Regions from separate parts of the Sus scrofa genome. Here regions 1 and 2 are each linked to region 3. Evidence: chromatin contacts called from public HiChIP or PLAC-seq data. All regions are on one chromosome and are shown on one strand. The core of a region is the stretch at or near the end of the contact, and the rest is flanking DNA. Distances in the headings are between cores, read along the strand shown. Region 1 holds the start of RFTN1 (raftlin). Region 2 has its middle 28 kb from the start of RFTN1. Region 3 overlaps RFTN1 (raftlin).

Region 1 (2,745 bases), core at 241-2,740, 160 kb before region 3:
TTATTTCCTTTCTCCCATGTAAGGATCAGAAAGAGTTCAGATGGGCCCTGCCTTGCAATGACTCAAGAACTTGGGCATATGAATAACAAACATTCCTTCTTTTGGCCTCCTAAGTGGGTGTTCAAAACCACCACTGGGCACCACTGGACACTTGTACAACTTATCCACATATAATATTGTCTGAATCTGAACTTGGTCTGTCATCTGATCTTGTTTTCTCCTAGATGGTAAAGCCAAGCAGGGGAGAGAGTGAGAGAGACTAGAGGGGCTGGTGGTGAGCGATACCAGCAGGCAGCGAAGTGGGAATGGAAAGGGGCAAAAACCAGAAACAAAATGGCAGTGGAGGAGGGGGAAGGCACACAGAATTGGGATGGCTACAGAGAAGGCAAACTAGGAAGAAAATATCTCAGAAGCTGTGGTTAGAGGAAGTCCTGAAAACGAAATAGTGCTTCTTTACCCCTGGGGAGTGTTATTAGTATCAGAATGACATCATTAAAGCACCGTTGGGGCCTCCATCCTGTGGGCTCCAATGCCTAAGGGCCCCTCTTTGCCCAACCAGAAAATGTAGATAATCAGATTATGTCCCCTGTCTTGTTTCAGTCTCCTTATAATAATATTAATAACAATAATAACAAGGATAAGAGCTACGTTATAGGGTGCTTTCCTAAACACTTTACACATAGAACCCATGAGAAAGTGCTATTTAAGAAAGGAAGAAACAGGCCCAGAGCAGTTAAGTCACTTGCCCAAGTCACACAAAGTAAATATGGATGGAGGCCAGCAGGCCCAACCAGATGATTTGGCTCTAGGGCTCCCGCTATTAACCCTTACACTGTAATTTTACTTTGTCTAAAAAGCTCCAAGAAGAAAGATTTCTATAATGGGCTCACTGCCTCACATCTTTGATTCACTAACGTGGGCCTGGCCTGGCGTTTTTATTTATTTAATTGCCTCCTCAGGCAGCCTCAAGTTGCAGGCTAAGACGGTTCCCCAGATCTTCTCAAAACTTCTGGGCACCTGAAGTAACTGGGCTAGGGTGTGGCACGGGGGACAGTGGCATGATCCCACTCCCTAAGCACAATCTCTTAAGAAATAACGCATATGCCTGGGGATGGGCCCACCTGTGGCATGAGGAGGAACGGTCCTCTCTTCTCTGTGGTCCTCCCAGCCCCCAAACGAGCACCTTCGGTGGCAGTCGCCCTCCAGTATCCAGCTCCAAATTTGAGGGTTCCCAGCCCCACGCGCGTTCTTGACGCACGCAACCTAGGTTAAAACGGGTTGGGACGGTGGGCGGGTGAACCTCTGACCTCTGCGAGGAGGGGCAACTAGGGTCGCCGGCAGCGGGGAGCGCACAGGTTGCGGGCTGCGTGGAGGCGACGGAGCGGCGAGTGGAGGGGGCGCGGGGCCCGCTCGTCGCTCCCGCGGCTGCTGTTAGGGGCCGCGCGGCTCCCCAGAAGATGCGGCGCAGCATATTTTGCACATGAGTTCAGAGGAAGAGGAAGTGTAGCCGGCGGACGCGCGGCGGCGACGGGGGCGCGTCGGGGCTGGAGCCGGAGCGCGCCGGGCTCAGGGCGCAGCGAGCGGGAGCGCGGCGGCCGCGGGCTCCGCGGAGGGACGGGCGCACAGATCGCAGGAGGGACAGACCCAAGAGCACGCCTCGCAGCCGGCCACGTTCCCACCCCCTGGCGCCCACGCCTTCTCCGCACCGCCTCCTCTATATGGCACAAACTTTCCTCCCGGGACGGAACACGCTGTCTTCGGGAGCCCGCGCCCGCGCCTTCTTCTCGCCTGGTCCAGAACGGTAGGTGGACGCCTGCCGAACTCGGGGTGGAGGAAGGACCCGGCGGACGGGGCGAGGGGGGAGCCGGTGGGCGCCTCCTTGGAGGTTGCCCGGGCTGGGCATGCTTCTCGGGCGTCGGGGCTGCCACCCCTGTTCCCCGCACCTTTGGCCGGGATTGGATGGGGTCGGGCCGGATCCGTGGGACGCGGCGGTATTGGGCCAACTTTTTTTGGGTGGGGGGGGGCGCGGAATCCTCCCTGGCGCGCTATGGAGAGAGGCACCCCAGAGCAGTCTGTTGAGGGCCGTGGGCTCCGCATGCTCGGGGCGCCGAGGAAGGAAGCCGAGGGGGCTACAGGTGGGTCTAGGACACTGCTGCACGAGGTCCTCGGCAAAGATCAGGCGGGAGCTGGCCGCGGAGTCCGGGTTGCTGAGGGCGCGAGGCCGGGGTGGGCTGGGGCGGGGCGGGGCGGAGACGGCTCCTGCTGCCGTTGTGCGTGCGCCCTGGGAGGTGCGTTTGTTCCCGGTTCCCCGGACAGGGGTGCTGGACCGGCGGGAGCAGACGTGCCGCGCGTTTAGAGGAAGCGCCAGGGCCACGGGAGGCTCAGAGACTTGGGGCGCAGGGTGTGTGTGGGTCCCAGCACTAAAAACGGGCATCTCTCCTTCTGTGAGAGGGTTTCTTCTCTCGTCCTCACCTATTTCCTAGGCTAAGGGAAGCCAGCGTGGACCTGGGTCAGGGAGGGGTGGTGGTGGCGTTTATTTCAGGAAGCCCCGTGATCAGGCATGCACACCCCCTTCCTGGGTCAGGGCTCATGCCCTTCACCTGGTGTGGCGCTGTCTTTGGCAATGAGAACGGCTTGGAGGCCAAGGTGCTGTACCCAGGCATGCTGCTGCCTCCCTGTTGCTTGCACTTGGCTGCCCAATGTGCTAGTGGGTGGTCCCCAGGGACGCTGGATGGTGTCAGCGAG
Region 2 (2,700 bases), core at 200-2,699, 190 kb before region 3:
ATGGCCTGATTCTTCTAAGCTTTTACTTACTTTCTGGCCTAAGTTGTCCAGAGTTGGGTTTTTTTGTTTTTTTGTTTTTTGTTTTGGAGCTTGCCTGCACTTGTTCCCATGTGAGTCCCTCAGTCTTTCTGCTGCTTCTCTTTGCTGCCTGTGGTTATGATTTTGTGCACTGGGTGTGTGATGCACATGAAAAGAGGGAAGGAGGTGGTGCATGCTGTGCCATCTGAGTGCACCTGCCCCTGTTCAAGGCCATGGATTTGTGTTTCTCAGCATACCTGTCCAATGTGACTTGAGGGTGACCAGAGGGTCTGGTGGTCTCCACGATCTGCAGCTGAAACTCCACGTGAGAATCCCTAGCTGTGGGACTATTTCTGCAAGTTCTCATTGAGTAGCACTAAGCTAGGGATTCATTTAACTCTTTTTTTTTCCTTTTTAGGGCCATTCCTGTGGCACATGGAACTTCCTGGACTAGAGGTCAAACTGGAGCTGCAGCTGCTTGCCTACACAGCAGACACAGACACAGCCATAGCATTGCAGGATACAAGCCACATCTGTGACCTATGCTGCAACTTGTGGCAATGCCAGACCCTTAACCCACTGAGCAAGACCAGGGATTGAACCCACATCCTCATGGATACTAGTTGGGGTCTTAACCTGCTGAGCCACAACAGAACTCCTAGGGCTTTAACTCTTGCATGATAAGGGGTATGCATTTAGTGCCTATCGATTATCTAATATTAGTATCGTGCCTTTAAATGAAATATTATTCCTCACAACAGCACATATATACATCTGAATAATAGGGGTCTAACCGTGTGGGAGACACGTAAAAGACTGAGTTCATGGACCGTGAAGGATGCAGATGGATTTGAGGATTTCCTGTACACATTCTGTACACCCCACCTCCCAAAGCCACATGGCCTACAGGTGGGGAAGCTGCATGATAATCAATGCAGTGTCTGTTATTACATCAGAAGGACTCATTCATCAGACAGCAGGGATCACAGAGAAGCAGCGCTTGTGTTACCCTGCTAGGCAGACCTGTAGGGATATGGGTTCTATAGGCACCTCTGAGAGGGTGTTGGACTTAGAGGATGGCTTTAAAGACAAATATTGCTGCCTTATGTTTTGTGTGAGTGGGGGGGGGGTTCCTTGAGCAACTATATGAGAACAAACAGTGGAAACATAGCAAGTACAAGTCATGATTTTGGGAACATTAATTTCTTACTAAAACTGCCTTGTGCTTGAAAACTTGAGCCCACAGCTGGGGTTTGGCAACCAAACCCTGCATGTTTGGGTTCTGGTTGAGTCTAAGATGCAGTTGATTGTATGAGGGATTAGCTTTTGCAGGGGTTACGGGCCCCTCCCCGTAACCCCTGTGGGGAGAAAAGTGTTGCTTGTTGGGGATAAACCTCAGCTAAAGTTGAAGTCGGGACAGACCTGTAGGGGGAGCTCTCATGCCCCATTGCACATCATTCATCACTCCAAACAGGAAGGAATGTACTGCTAGGACTTCCATCAGGAAGATGCCTCTACTTACTATCCAGCAAGATAAATCTACCCTCTGCCCTAGGGTAGCCCAGCCAATCAGAGACTGTTCCCCCCCAACCAATGAGATGCCTCCATGCTTTGGACCCCCAGCAACTCCAATGGACTCTTTTGTTATCTCAATCCTGCCAACTCCCCCTTTTTCTCTATAAAAGACTTGGAGGATGGCTTTAAAGACAAATCTTGGTTCTCTGGATTTGCCTGTGGTCCACCATTATTTCACACATCCTGAATTGCAATTCCTCTGGCTATTCCTGAATAAACTCGCTTTTGCTGGTAACATAGCTGGTTATTATATTATTTAAGATGACAGCCCCAAAATGAAAGGGAGACACGGAAAAAGGAATAATTATGCTACGACTCCAGGTCAGCCCCAGGGACTAATAATGAGAGCCAGCCTCTACTGATCACTTAGTCAGTGGCAGGCACAGTGTATTCCTTCGCTTTGTCCTCCTAACAACTCTGTACTGTCATATCCGTCACAGAAGAATCTGAGGTTTGAGATGTTAAATAAATTTTTCAGAGTCTCATACCCAGGTCTGTTGCTCTTGAAGACCTGGCCTCACTCCCACAGTGAGTGGAAGCCTCTTCAGGACTAACCTTTAAGGAAAGTGTGGCCTGCAGCTCATATTTGTGGGCACATGGCCTGGCTCCAATGAGTGAAACCCAAAGAGGATATTTTCAGCACCTCCATGGTATCAGCTTTGGGAGCCAGGGAATCAGTCAACCTCAAGAGTGAGGCATCTGTTCTCAAGGAACCAGAATGTACGTACCCCAGTTGTGTAAACTTGAGTCTCAGTCTCTTCTGTAAAATGGGGATGACAATAACTCCTCTATCAGGATTAGATTCATCTAGAATGACTAATCGTAGCTTAAACAAGGAAAGTGTATTTTCCTCTCATATAAACAAACTCTGGAGATGTACCATCCAGAAGTCATTTGGTGGCGCGATTGTCATCAAATATCCAGGCTTTGTGTATTTGTTCTGCCATTCTCACTGCATTTCTTTCACCTCAAAGTCCTAATAGCTATTCGAGCTCCAGCCATTACATCTGCTTCCATTCATCAGGAAGGAAGAAGGGGCAGAGGAGAGGGCACCTTTCTTTATGGTCGCTCTCTTCCTGGAAGTGCACATGCCTCTTCTGTTTACAT
Region 3 (2,806 bases), core at 230-2,729:
CTGGGCCTTGTCCTTCCCTCCTGGAGCCCCCGGGATAGTTCTTCCCTGTGGTTCTGTCCCCACCTCCAAGTCAGCCACCTGCCACTTTCTTCCTGGCCTTTCGCTCAGTCCATTAACAAAGGCTATTGAATACCCCCTCTACCTGCCCGCTTTCTGTGTGCTGAGAACATCAGCCTTGTGTTGGATTTGGGAAACAGCTCAGGGCTGGGGGTTTGAAAGACTCTTGGCTTTGCCACTTACCAGCCTGTCATTCTAGGGGAGCCACTTAAGGGTTCTGGGCAGAGAAGGGATGTAGTTCCCCCTGGAGTTTGGAGTCACATGAGATGGTGGCACTGAAGGCCTCTGTTAATACATTTGTGTCCTGTGGCTGCTAACATCCTTACAAGTGGACCCGTGGATTGCTGTGCATGCAGCAGCCCCCCTCTTTGCCTGGCAGGCAGGCCTCTCTGAGGCCCAGGGATGCCCTGCTGTTTGTTTCTAAGTCTGAAGCAGCCTCCTCCCAGGTTCAGGAATCCGGTGGGACCTGAGGCCCTTCTGCCCTCTCTCCCCCCACTGCCCTGCCCTCCTAGGGTATGTGTTTCATCTTAGCTCCCCTCCCAGGACCTCAGCAGACCCAAGCCCCATCTAGCCTGGCTCCCAGGCCAAGTCCATCACCTACTTCTTCCTTCCAACCCAGCTAACTTGCCCGCCTCCTCCTCCTTCTCCCAGTCTAATCCTTGGAGCTCCATGATTTCTGCCGGATTCTGAATTCTTTCTTTCCTGAGGCCTGGAGGTCCCCTGGGAAGGTAGGACCCAGTCAGCCCACCTGCTCCCTGCAAGTCACCACCTCTCTGGGAACATACCTGCAGACAGACTGCAGACATCCATCCTGTGCCCAAGTCCCTACTGCCTGGCACCTGCCTTCTTCCTCCTTGTTCCTGAGGAGCTTGGCAAGGCCTGAGCAGACCTGGCTGGCAGGCTGGCAGCACCCGCCAGCCCCAGCTCCAGGCCCATGCCCCTGTCTCCTTTGCTGCCCTAGCTTCTTTTCCTTGTGTGTCTCAGGTCAATCCAGCAAACACAGGTGTAGCCCCTGCCATATTTTCTGGACTACTACATTTTATGGCTTCAAAGGATCTAAATGACCCAAAGACGAGGCCCCCTCACCCCATGTCGGGGGTGGGGGCCAAGAGAAAGACAACGGGACAGAAATAGAAATACAAGGCAGAGCAATCTTGAAGCTCCTTGGGTGCTGTGCCAGGCCAGTTCTGCAGCCATTCTCAGAACATTTTCAGAAACAATGCCTTCCCTGTCCTTTGGGACTTGTTGTCCCATGTCTGGGAAAAATCTTCCAGCTGGGGTCATGGCAGAGTCACAGAGCAGCTGAGACAAAGTAAACAAACTTGGACTTCGTTTTGGAATTCCCTGGTGCCTCCTCATGTGCGGATGTGTGTTGAGAGTCAGAATATTAAAACATCAAAGGGAATCATTTGGGGACAGTTTCTCTTGGCTGGTTTCCATGTGAGCAGAGAAAGGATTGTGGCCAAGGAGCCCGCGGGCTGGAGGAGTTTACCGGAGGACGGTGCACCTGAAGGCAGCTTTCTTCCAATATTTCATTGCTGCTCATGCTTTGGAGGCTCTCAATTCCAACAGCCTTTCCTTTTCCTTCCTGGAAGATTTATTTCTGTCTCTGGCTTCGGTTCTTCTCCCTGGGGAGGATCCAGACGGAAAGCTGGGGGCGCTGTCAGCACCCCGCCATCCACTTTGACGGCCCTGTCTTCCCCTGCCCACCCCCAGCACACTCTCCTTCTCCTTCTGTCCTTCCCTTTTTCTGTTTCGTTATGTGTGTGGGAACGTTGTGGTTCTGTCTTGCGACGTGACTGGGGATCCTTCTTTGTGATCAAGTGCTGTCATGTCTTTTTGGATTGGCGCCACTTCTCAATTCCCCTCTCATCCTCCCGAGAGCCGAGGCTGTGATTTCTTTTTCTTTCCAGTTTGTATGCATTTGTGCTTGACGGTAGCAGACCGTGGTGGACGGGTGTCCTGGCCCACCTCGGGGTCACCTGAGGACAGCTTTCTAAGCTGCCTGCCATGTTCTCTGGAACAGGCGGATACACTGGGGAGTTAATGCCTCTGGAGTGGCCTCAATCCCTGAAGACAAATGCCCGGCTTCCTGCCCCTTGTGGGGCAGCTCTGGGTGTGCATACAGTGCCTCAGGGCCCCTGTTGCCACGGCACTGATAGCTCAGGAATGCAGCTTTCCTTGGCTTTCCTTTCTTCCCTGTTTCTCATCCCCGCTCCCTCAATCAGTTTCCTGGGATTACTTTCCAAAGAAACTACTTACACCCCAAAGCTCACCGAGTCTGCTTTTGAGGAAATCCAAATGAAGTCAGAGACTCACTAAAGCCTGGCTTACCCTCTTGCCTCCAGCCACTGCAGCTCTCATTTGAACCCCTGGCCCCTTGGACTGGAAGAGGCCCTGTCCCCAAGATCACCATCCTGTCCTTGGAACACCACCCCCACCCCACCCACCCCTGGCTCCAATCTGTTGCTCGATTCCCCTCCATTACAAACCTTTCTCTTCGTGGCTCCATTGCTAAAGGTTGTGTTTGAAAGTCACAAAATAGTCTCAGGATCACGAGCTCTGTAGACCAAGACCTCATTTCTCCTGTAAAAGCCCTGACTGGCTGGATTTTAAATAGGTGGCTGCCTGGGTCCAGTGAGTGGACTGAGAAAGATAATTTGGGGTGGGGATGATGAGCAGGCCAACGCTGGTTGTTGAAAATGCAGGTGGCCTTCTGTAAAGATGGAGCCCCTCCTTCATAGTTGGT

The links. HiChIP or PLAC-seq counts read pairs in DNA pulled down with a chosen protein or histone mark.
Region 1: an H3K27ac HiChIP or PLAC-seq map of skeletal muscle shows a contact between it and region 3. The contact joins the promoter of RFTN1 here to the enhancer-like site in region 3. A contact is called at or near these places in 2 of 5 promoter capture datasets (fetal liver and liver), 6 of 47 Hi-C or Micro-C datasets (alveolar macrophages, embryonic fibroblasts, heart right ventricle and 2 more) and 2 of 2 datasets of contacts at active chromatin or transcription factors (alveolar macrophages and skeletal muscle).
Region 2: a contact with region 3 is called in an H3K27ac HiChIP or PLAC-seq map of alveolar macrophages, with 6 times the contacts expected there. The contact joins two enhancer-like sites. A contact is called at or near these places in 1 of 47 Hi-C or Micro-C datasets (heart right ventricle) and 2 of 2 datasets of contacts at active chromatin or transcription factors (alveolar macrophages and skeletal muscle).

The regions. Positions count from the first base shown.
Region 1 is chr13:3,673,817-3,676,561 of Sscrofa11.1, reverse strand. It overlaps RFTN1 (raftlin), which reads left to right and starts at 1,490. Exons shown (of 10, transcript XM_021071357.1): 1 at 1,490-1,801.
Region 2 is chr13:3,701,735-3,704,434 of Sscrofa11.1, reverse strand. No RefSeq gene overlaps it. Among named protein-coding and RNA genes, the nearest start is that of RFTN1, 28 kb to the right of the region's middle. Within about 2 kb of position 1,449, at least 1 of the 83 cell types and tissues checked has an H3K27ac peak or open chromatin away from gene starts, as enhancers often do. A contact at or near this core is called in alveolar macrophages, where this site is marked.
Region 3 is chr13:3,516,409-3,519,214 of Sscrofa11.1, reverse strand. The region is part of intron 5 of RFTN1 (raftlin); the gene reads left to right. Among named protein-coding and RNA genes, the nearest start is that of TRNAE-UUC, 53 kb to the left of the region's middle. Within about 2 kb of position 1,479, at least 34 of the 83 cell types and tissues checked have an H3K27ac peak or open chromatin away from gene starts, as enhancers often do. A contact at or near this core is called in alveolar macrophages, fetal liver, liver and 1 more, where this site is marked.